Regions from separate parts of the Mus musculus genome. Here all the other regions are linked to region 3. The links are chromatin contacts, called in public Hi-C maps. All regions are on one chromosome and are shown on one strand. The core of a region is the stretch at or near the end of the contact, and the rest is flanking DNA. Distances in the headings are between cores, read along the strand shown. Region 1 holds the start of Prkag2 (protein kinase, AMP-activated, gamma 2 non-catalytic subunit). Region 2 has its middle 4.2 kb from the start of Gm33836. Region 3 overlaps Prkag2 (protein kinase, AMP-activated, gamma 2 non-catalytic subunit).

What was found. Hi-C and Micro-C count contacts between places; a contact is called where the count stands out from the background.
Region 1: a contact with region 3 is called in a Hi-C map of liver, with 2.5 times the contacts expected there. The contact joins the promoter of Prkag2 here to the enhancer-like site in region 3. A contact is called at or near these places in 3 of 39 promoter capture datasets (the 3T3-L1 cell line and liver), 3 of 484 Hi-C or Micro-C datasets (embryonic stem cells, liver and nephron progenitors), 1 of 115 datasets of contacts at active chromatin or transcription factors (hepatocytes) and 2 of 9 other capture datasets (adipose tissue and pancreatic islet).
Region 2: a Hi-C map of liver shows a contact between it and region 3, with 2.6 times the contacts expected there. The contact joins two enhancer-like sites. A contact is called at or near these places in 7 of 39 promoter capture datasets (the 3T3-L1 cell line, embryonic stem cells, hippocampal neurons and 2 more) and 1 of 484 Hi-C or Micro-C datasets (liver).

What each region holds. Positions count from the first base shown.
Region 1 is chr5:25,098,695-25,102,130 of GRCm38.p6, reverse strand. It overlaps Prkag2 (protein kinase, AMP-activated, gamma 2 non-catalytic subunit), which reads left to right and starts at 1,489. Exons shown (of 16, transcript NM_145401.2): 1 at 1,489-2,120. The coding sequence starts at 2,007. Gm42232 (a long non-coding RNA gene) reads left to right here and starts at 2,128. Exons shown (of 2, transcript XR_880887.2): 1 at 2,128-2,278. 2900005J15Rik (RIKEN cDNA 2900005J15 gene) reads right to left here and starts at 1,156. Exons shown (of 1, transcript NR_027851.1): 1 at 1-1,156.
Region 2 is chr5:25,162,012-25,165,359 of GRCm38.p6, reverse strand. No RefSeq gene overlaps it. Among named protein-coding and RNA genes, the nearest start is that of Gm33836, 4.2 kb to the left of the region's middle. Within about 2 kb of position 1,844, at least 5 of the 459 cell types and tissues checked have an H3K27ac peak or open chromatin away from gene starts, as enhancers often do. A contact at or near this core is called in liver, where this site is marked.
Region 3 is chr5:24,929,546-24,932,990 of GRCm38.p6, reverse strand. The region is part of intron 4 of Prkag2 (protein kinase, AMP-activated, gamma 2 non-catalytic subunit); the gene reads left to right. Among named protein-coding and RNA genes, the nearest start is that of Gm52767, 11 kb to the right of the region's middle. Within about 2 kb of position 1,575, at least 13 of the 459 cell types and tissues checked have an H3K27ac peak or open chromatin away from gene starts, as enhancers often do. A contact at or near this core is called in hepatocytes and liver, where this site is marked.

The DNA.
Region 1 (3,436 bases), core at 240-2,739, 170 kb before region 3:
AAGCAGTCTGAACCCTCAGTAGAATGATGTCTTTTGGGGTCCTGGGAGTCCTTTAGTGAGGAGCCAGGCTGGGGAGGAGGGTGACGACACCGACACCGGGTTAGAACCTTCAGAGGACTCTCCAGAAGCTGCTTAGGGATACTGGTTGGGGGCTCTGGGGAGGAGGTGTACTTCATTCTTGTTTTGAAAGTGTGGTAGCAGGATGTATACAAACTTACCTGATGAACCAAGGATCGCCCCCTTCCCCCCAGCTGTAGGGTTTTACCTAATTTGCAGGAACTTGGCTGGTACCGTGGAAATCCAGGGGATTGCTGGACCCAGCAATGGGTTTCTCATGGGACAGACAGGTCCTTTACTAAATCATGGTCTTAAAGTGGTAACCACATCCTCTACGGTGGGAGAGCAGGAAGAGGAGTAAAGGCCATCTCCTTACCCGTGTCATGTCTTCGTCAAAGGAACCCCTATCACGTTTATGCTATAGGTACTGTCCGTGTATTACTGTTTACAGGGAGCAGGTGGGCTGATGTTAGCTTCAAAGAGCTGGAGTGATCACTGGGGTCAGCCGGTATTCAATTCTGAGCAGGAGAGGAAGCACGCCCCTCACTCAGACCAGAAGCCAAGGTCCTGCTGCCTGGGAGGAACACCAGGGCCCTGAGCAGCCCGCAGTACCAGATCTGCAGCCAGTGGCTCTGAAGATCCGGGAGCACGTGGCGTGTTCGCCCTGGTTTCAGGCTCCGACGCACCCATTTCCTCTCGTGGTTTTAGGACTTCAGCATTTACTGAGACCAGAGCGCCTTTGCCAAAGATCAAGGTTTGTTGCGCAATCTTTGATGAATCTGAAAAGAACCAAGTTGTGGAGAAAAGCCTGCACTCACCACGCCACAGGCCGCTCTGGACAGGATGGGGTTCCCTACGCCGCAGGGGGGCGGCGTTGCGAGAAGCGAGTGCGGTCACCCGAACCACTTTGACCCGGGGCTTCAATCGTGGCGTGGTCGGGCTGCGGGTGTGTGTTTCCGGGGGCTGGACCTAAACAGAGACACAGCAAAACCAGATGGATCAGAATCAGCTCCTGGCGAGTCCGGAGCTGGCCTACCTTGAGACAGAGAGTGCACGGCGACCACCCGGGGGCAGCGTGGGCCGCGTGGAGTGGGACAGTGGCGCCGCACGCCGCGCACTTCCTGTTCAACGCGCGCGCCGCCTGCCACCGCCCAGCGCTCCCAGAGCCTACGTTGGTGCCAGACCCGGCCCCCACAGTTCCCCGGGTCCCGGGGGCCGCGGCTCAGAGGCCGCCCGGGGCGGGCGCCCTGCCCTATTCTCCCCTAGGGGCTGGGGCGCGCCCTTCGGCCCGCAGAACCCAGCCAGCCGCCGCCACAGTTTATTCCTGCGGCCACGCGCCAGCCCAATTGCGACGAGTCTTCGCCTTTGCACCTCCTCTTCCCCCTCTGCCCTCCCTCTCGCCCAAAGAGGAGGCCCTCCGGGTCCCAGGCTCCCTGTCGCTTTATTGTGCGGCCCAGGGTTATGCATTTCTCTACCAAGTGTCTCTGGCCACCGTTTCCATCGAGGCACAGACACGAGAAGGCTGTTTTCCAAATTGCTGTTGTTAATTGCACCTGCCTGGCCGACTACCTCTGGGAATTTGTGGGAGGAGCCGAGAGGTGGAAAATGTTGCTTCGCTTTGCAGAAGGAGGAAAACTTTATCACCCAGCACAAGACTTCTGCCACGCGTAACCAAAAGTAGCACGGGCCGAGACTCTGCACCCAATGATTCCGTAGGAGAAAGAGGACGCTCCAACCCGGCATTCCGCGGACTGCCAGCCCCTCGGGTGGAGCCCCGCGTGTTACCTGCGCCACCCGCCCTCCCCGCGGAAGTCCCCACGAGGTGTTTTCAGGGTGGGAGGACAGTCATAAAAAGCGCGTGGCTCCAGTGTAACGGCAGCAGTCCTGGGAGGCAGCGAGGGGACCGAACCCCGGGGACGAGGCACCGGAATTAACTTCTAGCTAAAGTTATGGGAAGCGCAGCCATGGACACCAAGAAGAAGAAAGAGGTTTCCAGCCCGGGCGGGAGCAGTGGCAAAAAGAACCCTAGCCTGAAGAGGCGGTCACTGCGAGTGCACATTCCGGTGAGTCCCATCCCTGGAGCTCCAGACTCCCGCGGCGCCTAGGCGGTTAACAAGGGACACTCTGCGCGCGCCGTCCTGTCCCTCCTGTCCCTTCGGGAGGCTGGGGAGGGGGAGGGGCAGGGCCCAAGCTGGGCCGCAGAGCCCGAGATTGGATCTTGGTCCGTACTATAGTGGAGCTATGGGATTGTCTAGGACAGAGGCAAGGGTGTCTGCTGGGAAGCGAGTACGAGAAGCGCGCTCCCGGGTGCGCAAAGCCTGGTGGCGGACTGGGCGTAGCCCTGGATCGGGCCGGTGCGGGTGCTGGGGAGGGGGGTGGTGAGTTGTGTTGTTTTGTTGAAAAGGACCTCTTGTGAAGTGCGGGGAAGCGTGAGTTGAGGAGCCGCCGCCGCCACCGGGGACTGAGGAAAGGAGTGGTGGGTGGGAATATCGCGGGGTGCCACGGTGAGGCAGCACCCCCAAATAGCTCTCCCTCCACACCAATTTCAGGATGCATGTGAGTCGCGGCTGGAGCCCTTTGCAGTGATTCCCGTGGTTTGACTCCAGGAATATTTTGTGCCTCGTGGAATTTGGGGGCTTGAGGTTTTCTCGGCTTACTATACAGGGCTATTGCTAACTTCAGCCCAGAATACCCTGCCACCTTGGTTGGACTCTGGTGACATTGACTTAAACAGCCGGAGGGAGCAGCATGCAGAATAGCTTGCTCAGTGCTGAGCATCAGTCTGGTTTGCCCTAGCTGGTAGCCCAAGGGCACTTGTTCTCCTCTCTGTAGAGGGGGATCAATTCTCAGGAGGTGTACCCCAGCCTTTAGCTTTACCCAAAGGGAAACCCCACTTGGCTACATCCTGGCAGCGACCAAGCAAGCAATGGTTTTTACAAATGAACATGCTAAGCAGTGTGGGACAGCTCCATGAGCCCCACCTGCCAGTGATACCTGGTGGCATCTACACTGAACCCTGCACAGCATGGGCAGCACCGCTTGCCAGCACTACCCTGAAGAATGAGTACTAGGCTTTTCCCATTGCTTGTCCCAAGCCTTTCCTTTTAGATTCAGGGCCCCTATCTTCATTTAATTCCAGTCCAGGAATGTGGTACTGAGTGGAGTCTTGGGGCTTGGAGCCCCACACACAGCTAATGGGGGTACTTTGGGGAGCAATTTAAAGTTGGGCATCTGGACAATTCATGAGTCCCACGGTGACCTAAACATATAGGGATATGAATTTTATTTGAGAAAATACTTATTACATTGCCTATGTAAGACATTTTAAAACTATTGAAATAGAAAGTTAGACATTGCTGCTAAGATCCGTTTCACGGTG
Region 2 (3,348 bases), core at 595-3,094, 230 kb before region 3:
CTAGAATAACTCAGTAGTCAAGTACCCAACAAGTACAGCACCCTGTGATGCTGTAGGAGGTCTGAATGTCAGAACCACCAACCACAGCCCTCTGGTGTGAAAGCCTCTTCTCTTACTACAAATTCCAGAACTGATCACAGAGCCTGTGACAAACTGAAAGAATTTTAGTCCAGTTTAGGACTAAAGATGAATCTTGTTTGGTGGAGTGCTTGTCTAACATGCACAAAGCTTTGAGTTCAATCCCCAGCACTGGATGAAGAGGACACATAGGGCATAGCTGTGACCCCACCTCTAAAAGACAGAAATAGGATCATCAGAGTTCAAGGCCATTCTTAGCTACATAGCCAGCCAGGGATACATCAGATTCTATTTCAGGAGGAGGAGAAAGAGGAGAAAAAGGAGGAAGAGGAAGAGGGAAGAGAAAGAGGAAGAAGAAGAGAGAAGAAGAAGAAGAAGAAGAAGAAGAAGAAGAAGAAGAAGAAGAAGAAGAAGAAGAAAAGAAGAAGGAGAAGGAGAAGGAGAAGGAGAAAGAGAGAGAGAGAGAGAATATTAAAAGCAAACAATAAGAAACAGTTTAGCCAAATCTTGGCAACTAGGAAATTGAGGCAGAGAAATCATGAAATTAGGGCCATCTTGGTCTTTATAAGGAATTGAAGGCCAGCCTGTGCTCTCTGAGACACTGATTCAGAAAACAAAACAACAAAACTGTTAACTGTTTGTAGAGGTCATAATAAATATCAGCCAGAGGACAGGGGCCAGCTGGCACCTGTGCTGGCATAGGAGCCATTGCCTCTGAGTATGAGCAGAGTACTAGCATCTCTGCCCTTGTCCTCCCAGACTCAGGGATGCTCCTACAGCTATGCCTGCTGCTGGAACCAGAAACAATGGGGCTAGAGACAGGCAGAGTTCTCAGATTTCCTCCCCACCTCCTAGAAGATTCATGCCATGCATGGTAGTTTTCAAGCTTTTCCGTGACTAGTCCCACAATTTATTGATTCATTTCTATACAGATGTTATGATTTTTTTAATGGTGTGGGTATGTGAGTTGAGAGCAGTCTATGCACTAATGATTTCTTCAAACAAGAAAGATCAACTCTTTTGGCATGATTACTCAATGCTGTTTTACCTCTGAAGTCCAGGCTCTACTTTGTCCGCAGCAATCATGTGGCTAGCGCCAAATGCTGTGCATGCCTCATCATTGGCACAAAGAATGTTTGTTAAAATAATGACCAGAGTCCACTGGACATTACTGGGTAAGCAAACTATGGTGTATCCACACAGTTGCAATAGAGGAGATTCTGACCCATGCTACAGCCAGGGTGAGTCCTAAGGACATAATGTTTGGTGAAATGTGCCAGTCCCAAAAGGACAAATCCTGTGTTTAACTTCCACCACCACCATCACCGCTACCTCCTCCTCCTCCCCCTCTTCCTCCTCCTCCTCTTCTGTTGCTGCTTCTCTTAACCTTTTATCAGCTCTTTGTGAATTTCACATCATGAACCCCAATCCCACTCATCTCTCCCTTCCCTCAGACCCACCCTCCACCTTTACAACCTTTCCCCCAGTAAAGAAAAAGATCTTTTTGTGGAAGCTGCAGTGTGTCCCAGTGTGTCTCACAGTGCACCCTTTTGTCCATACTTCTTTGCATGCAAATGTTCATTGGTCTGGTTCGAGGCCTCTGCTTCTTCTACACTATTGATGCTGGATCCTCACTGGGACTCCTCTTGATATCTTGTTGTTGCCCTGCGTCATGGAAATCCAGTAGTTTTGGATCTGTAGAACCGGCTCCTTTGAGCACTCCAGAAGTTCATCGATGTGGCAGATATTGGCGTTTGCCAACTCAAAGTCCTGGATCTGGATCTGAGAGGCATCTGAGCTGGTCAGCCCACAGGCTCTCCCACTCTCACGTCTCAGGACCAGCTCACCAGCAAACCCCCTGCTACCAGGACAGCCCTACCCTGATGCCCAGGTGAGGTGTGGGGCCCTCTCTTCTGAGAGTTGTAGCAGGTGAGACATATCCAGTTTTCCCACCCTCATGACCCTGGGGCCAGCTCTCCTGCCTGCCTTAGATAGTGAAGAACAAAGGAGGGAGGAGGCCATTTCTCCCTTGCCTGCACCACTGCTCAGCAAACAAAAGGTAGCCGCCCCACCACCACCACCACCACACTCATGCCCTGGGGCGGGGGGGGGGGTAGGCAGGTAGCTTTCACATCTACATGGTCCCCACAATGGTCAAAGTCATAGCAGCTGAAGGTAGGGTGGGGAGGCTAGGGGTGTGGCCATGGGTAAAGTGCTTGCTGCACAAGCATGAGGTCCTGAGCTCAGATTTCAGTACCCACGTGAGAAGGCCGATGTGGGACATGTGGCACAGTCATGTGTCTGCAGTCCCGGTAAGACTGAGGGTTACTGAGATACAGAGAGATGAGGGGAGCAGAGACGTGAGACCCCCTGGGAACTTCCTGGCCTTCTAGCCAGGGTAAGCAATGGCAAATGACAACAAGACCCCAAACAAGGTAGAAGGTGCCATCTGACTTGTCCTCAGACTTCTGCTCGTGCCCCTACATACCAACACCCCCATACCCCACAGACAATATACACAAATATTAAAAACAAAATAATGACACAGAATGGTAGTTCCCAGGGCTGGGGAGTGTGTGAGCCAGGGATCAGTATGGCACAGTAGTAGAGTTTGAGTTTAGGAAGTGGAGAACTGTTATTGAAATGGACAATGGTGACAGCCATACCTTGTGACTGCTGATACATTGAAAGTTATCCAAAATGGCAAGTTTTTGGTTTGGTATAACAAACCATAACTTTTTTTTTCAAGACAGGGTTTCTCTGTGTAGTCCTGGCTGTCCTGGAACTCACTCTGTAGACCAGGCTGGCCTTGAACTCAGAAATCTGCCTGCCTCTGCCTCCCAAGTGCTGGAACTAAAGGCATGCACCACCACTGCCTGGCTCCATAACTTTTAAAATGAAGAAAAAGAAAACTTTAAAATGAATAACTCTATAGAGAGAATTTGAAAGTCAAATTCCCTCTGTTCAATATGGAAAGATTCTAGATGGGTATGACCTAGAGAATAGGTACCCCGGGCCACAGTGTGGTTGTGGTGTGAGCTGCGTCCTTCGAGGGGCACTTCCAGAGGAGAGGGAGACAGGCTAATTCCCCATCAACAGTCCCCAAGAGAGGGCCAAGAGGGAATCTGTCCATGCCCACCTGCCCTAGGTGTGGCCCCTCCAGCACCATCTGTTGCATCAAGTGAGAAGAGCATCAGCACAAAGCAGGAAGCGCAGGGGCTGGAGAGGGCACAGAGAGGTTACGGGGCCACACAGACTGTTCTTACCGAG
Region 3 (3,445 bases), core at 326-2,825:
GCAGGGCACCCCAGAGATCCGGTTGCTGTTTGGTGAGAGCTGTGCACTTCACTAGAGCTGCATACTAGCGATGGGATTCAGATGCGGAGCTGAGGGTGTACGGTTCAGCACCTGATGGGCCATGGAAGACTTTGAGCAGGTTTTGTTGTTGTTGTTGTTTGTTTTCTTGGTTTTTTGTTGTTGTTGGTTTTGTTGTTGTTGTTTGCCAAAACTTGACTCCAGGCTAAGAAGTCAGAAAGAACAGAAGGAAGATGGAGTTTCTCTACCCGTTCTAATCACTAGAATTGAATTTGACCACTCCCCCCAATTTTTGGGGGGGGGGGGGTTCAAGACAGGGTTTCTCTGTGTAGCCCTGGCTGTCCTGGAACTCACTCTATAGATCAGGCTGGCCTCGAATTCAGAAATCCGCCTGCCTCATTACTCCCTTTCTTAATGTCTGGCAATTGGAGTTCAGCTTGGGAAGGCCCAGACACAGTCTGAGAAACTGTAGCACCTAAGAGTGTATTTTTCTGTTGCTATTGGACACAATACTACAGACCAGGTTACTTTCAACAAAAATGGTCTGGAGTGCATCTGATGGTGGCATTCTTACTACAGGAGTCCTGAGGGAGGCACAGGGCACATGGCAAACCTCAGGGCACCAGTGTGTTTTCTGGTGCCTCTCTCTCCTTCCCTTCCTCCTCTCTCTTCCTCCAGGGTCTTGTTTTTCCAAGATAAGTCTTAAAAATAATAACCTGGATACCCTGCCTTCACCATCCAAATACTGGGATTACCCAAGCCTTCCACCGTACCTGTTCTCTGCAGTGCTGGACATAAAACCTGTACCACATCTGGTCACAAACCCTGGGCTTCATGCATGCTAGGCAAGCACTCTGCCAACTGTGTGACATCCCTGGCCTCTAGTCCTTCTCTCATATAAGCCACCAAGATTCCACCCATGATTATCTAATCCAGACTTGATTAAGTCTCCACCCTTTTAATACCTCACAAGCTCCAGTGTGAGCTTTGGAAGGAACAAACCATATTGGCTCATGGCACTGCCAGTATTTCACAATCCTCAGCTGGGACACAGAGTATTAATGTAACTTACCTGTTAGGAACGGAAGCATGATCCGTAGAAATAACTTTGTATTAGCCGTGTTGTGCTTGAGCACAGCCATAGTACCCCCAGGAGGCCGCCCGAGCCTGGCACTCCGGAGCAGAGCCAGTGAAGCAAGCAGTACTGTCAGCCCCAGCAGAGAGCTTGGTCTCAGCAGCTGAACACCCCACCCTTCGAACTCCTTGGGTGCGTGGCTGTGGGTGTGGACGTTTGCACTCCACCTGCCTGCCTCTTCAACCTTGCAAATGGGCAACAAAAAGCAGGCCTGTTCCCACCAGGTGTGAAAGCACAGCGTGCTCAACCCATGTATTAATGTCCGCAGGCAGCTGGTGTGACCAGGCAAAGACCCCTGCACAAGGACATCTGTGATGTGGGAGAAAAGCACCTCGGAAACACATGTCGCCTGCCCTCCTCTGAGTCAGGAACTTGAACAGAAAGGGCTTTTAGCACTTGTGCCTCTAGAAACTCAGTCTCTGCGAGCACAGTCAGCAGGTAGCTTATTGGTGAGACCTGAAAGGGAGGGAGTGTTCAGGCCATGGATTCCCCTGAAGGAGGCAAAGTCCATTTTCAGTTTTTTCTAAAAAAATAAAATGGGGGGTAGGGGCAGGATCTAGAAACAGCAGAAAAAAGGGACTGTGTTGTGGGAGGGGGGGGCATACAACCCCACCTTTCCCTAAAACACAAACGTAGCTGTGTTTTAAGAGCATACTTTTTTACTTGTATTTCTTATTTGAGAGAGTACATGAACCACACTGGGTGTGTGTATATGTGTGTGTGTGTGTGTGTGTGTGTGTGTGTGTGTGTAATCAATTCTCTATGGGTGGCACCTCGGTCACCAGCCTTGTCTGACCTTTGACCCGTGAGCCATCTAGCTGATCCTAGAATGCTTTTTAAATTACTACCTAGATCAGACTGTGTTTACACATATGTGCTGTTGGGCCATAGCTCAGTTGGGTCATAGCAGAGTGCTTACCTGACATGCACAAAGCTCTGAGTTTGATCCCCCTCACCAATAAACTAGCTGTGGCCATTTGTGCCTGTAATCCTTGCCCGAAAACACTGGGGCAGGAGGATTGAAAGTTCAAAATCATGCCAGATGTGGGGGTTCGCGCCTTGAATCCCAGCACTCAGGAAGCAGAGGCAACAGTAGCAGCATGGCTATGAGTTCAAGACCAGTGTCAACACAGTGAGTTCCAGGACAGCCAAAGCTACATGGTGAGACCCTGTCTCAAAAAGTAAAATATTAATAATAATAAAAGGACCAAGGTCATTATCTGCTATATGCAAAGTGCAGAGTCAGCCTGGGGTACATGAGACTTTATCTTTAAAAGAAATTTTCTGTTTTGTTGCGTTCATAAGAAAATGTCAAATCTTAGCAAGTTTACTAGATCAGGGTTGACCCCTAAACAGCATCACTAGTAAAGATGAAGAGAAGAGACTCTATAGAAGTCCCCTACTGGCTGAGAGAGCCACTGGTTCTCAGGAGGCTCGGTGCAGCATCAGGACCTGTGTGCCAGTCTCTTGTAGTCCATTTTCCCCTCATTCAACTTGGTCTCCCTACATTCCCCACCACAAGTCACTGCAGCTGGTTTCTAGATATGAAATGAGAGGTGTCCCCTCGAGCCCACTAGTCCATGCCGCAGCAGACAGGTATACCTCGTCCCTTCCTTTTAACCCCGGACTGCAAAGGAAGTCGAATTATTTCTACTCTGACAGGTAAAGAAAGAACCTGTCAGGGTTCAGAAACTCAGACTCCACCCCCAGTCTTATGAGCAGCGGGTGGTAGAGACCTGACTTGAGCAGAGAGCTACCTATGAAACCCACATTCCTTCCATTTTGCCAAACTGAGCCTGCCTGAGGACTCTGCCAGGTGTGCATGAGGTGCCGAGGTGGCTGTGGGCAGGCACCATTGCTGCCAAGGCTGTGTAGGACTAGCGTTCAGAAGAAACAAAGGCCTGGATTTGCACGACTTACTCCATTCATTTAACTAAGAGTGGCGGTGAGCTATGGGGGTGGGGCAAGCCCCGCTTGAGAGGTAGCTTTTGCACTTTGGGTCCTGTGCTGGTACTTGGATTAAGCAGCAGGCCCAGCGTAAGTCAGGCCTGATTCTTTCTGTCCATGCTACCCAAGAAAAACCATCCTTCAAAGACTTATGCTTGGCTAACCATAGCATGGGATTAACATTGTTTTATTTTATGTGTACTGGTGGCTTTTGTCTACATGTTTGTCTGTGCACCACACGCCTGCTCAGAGGCCAGGTGTCAGAGCCGCTGGAATTGTAGTTACAGATAAACAGTGAGCTCTGTGTGGGTGTTAGGAGACCTCTGCGGACCAGCAAGCACTCTT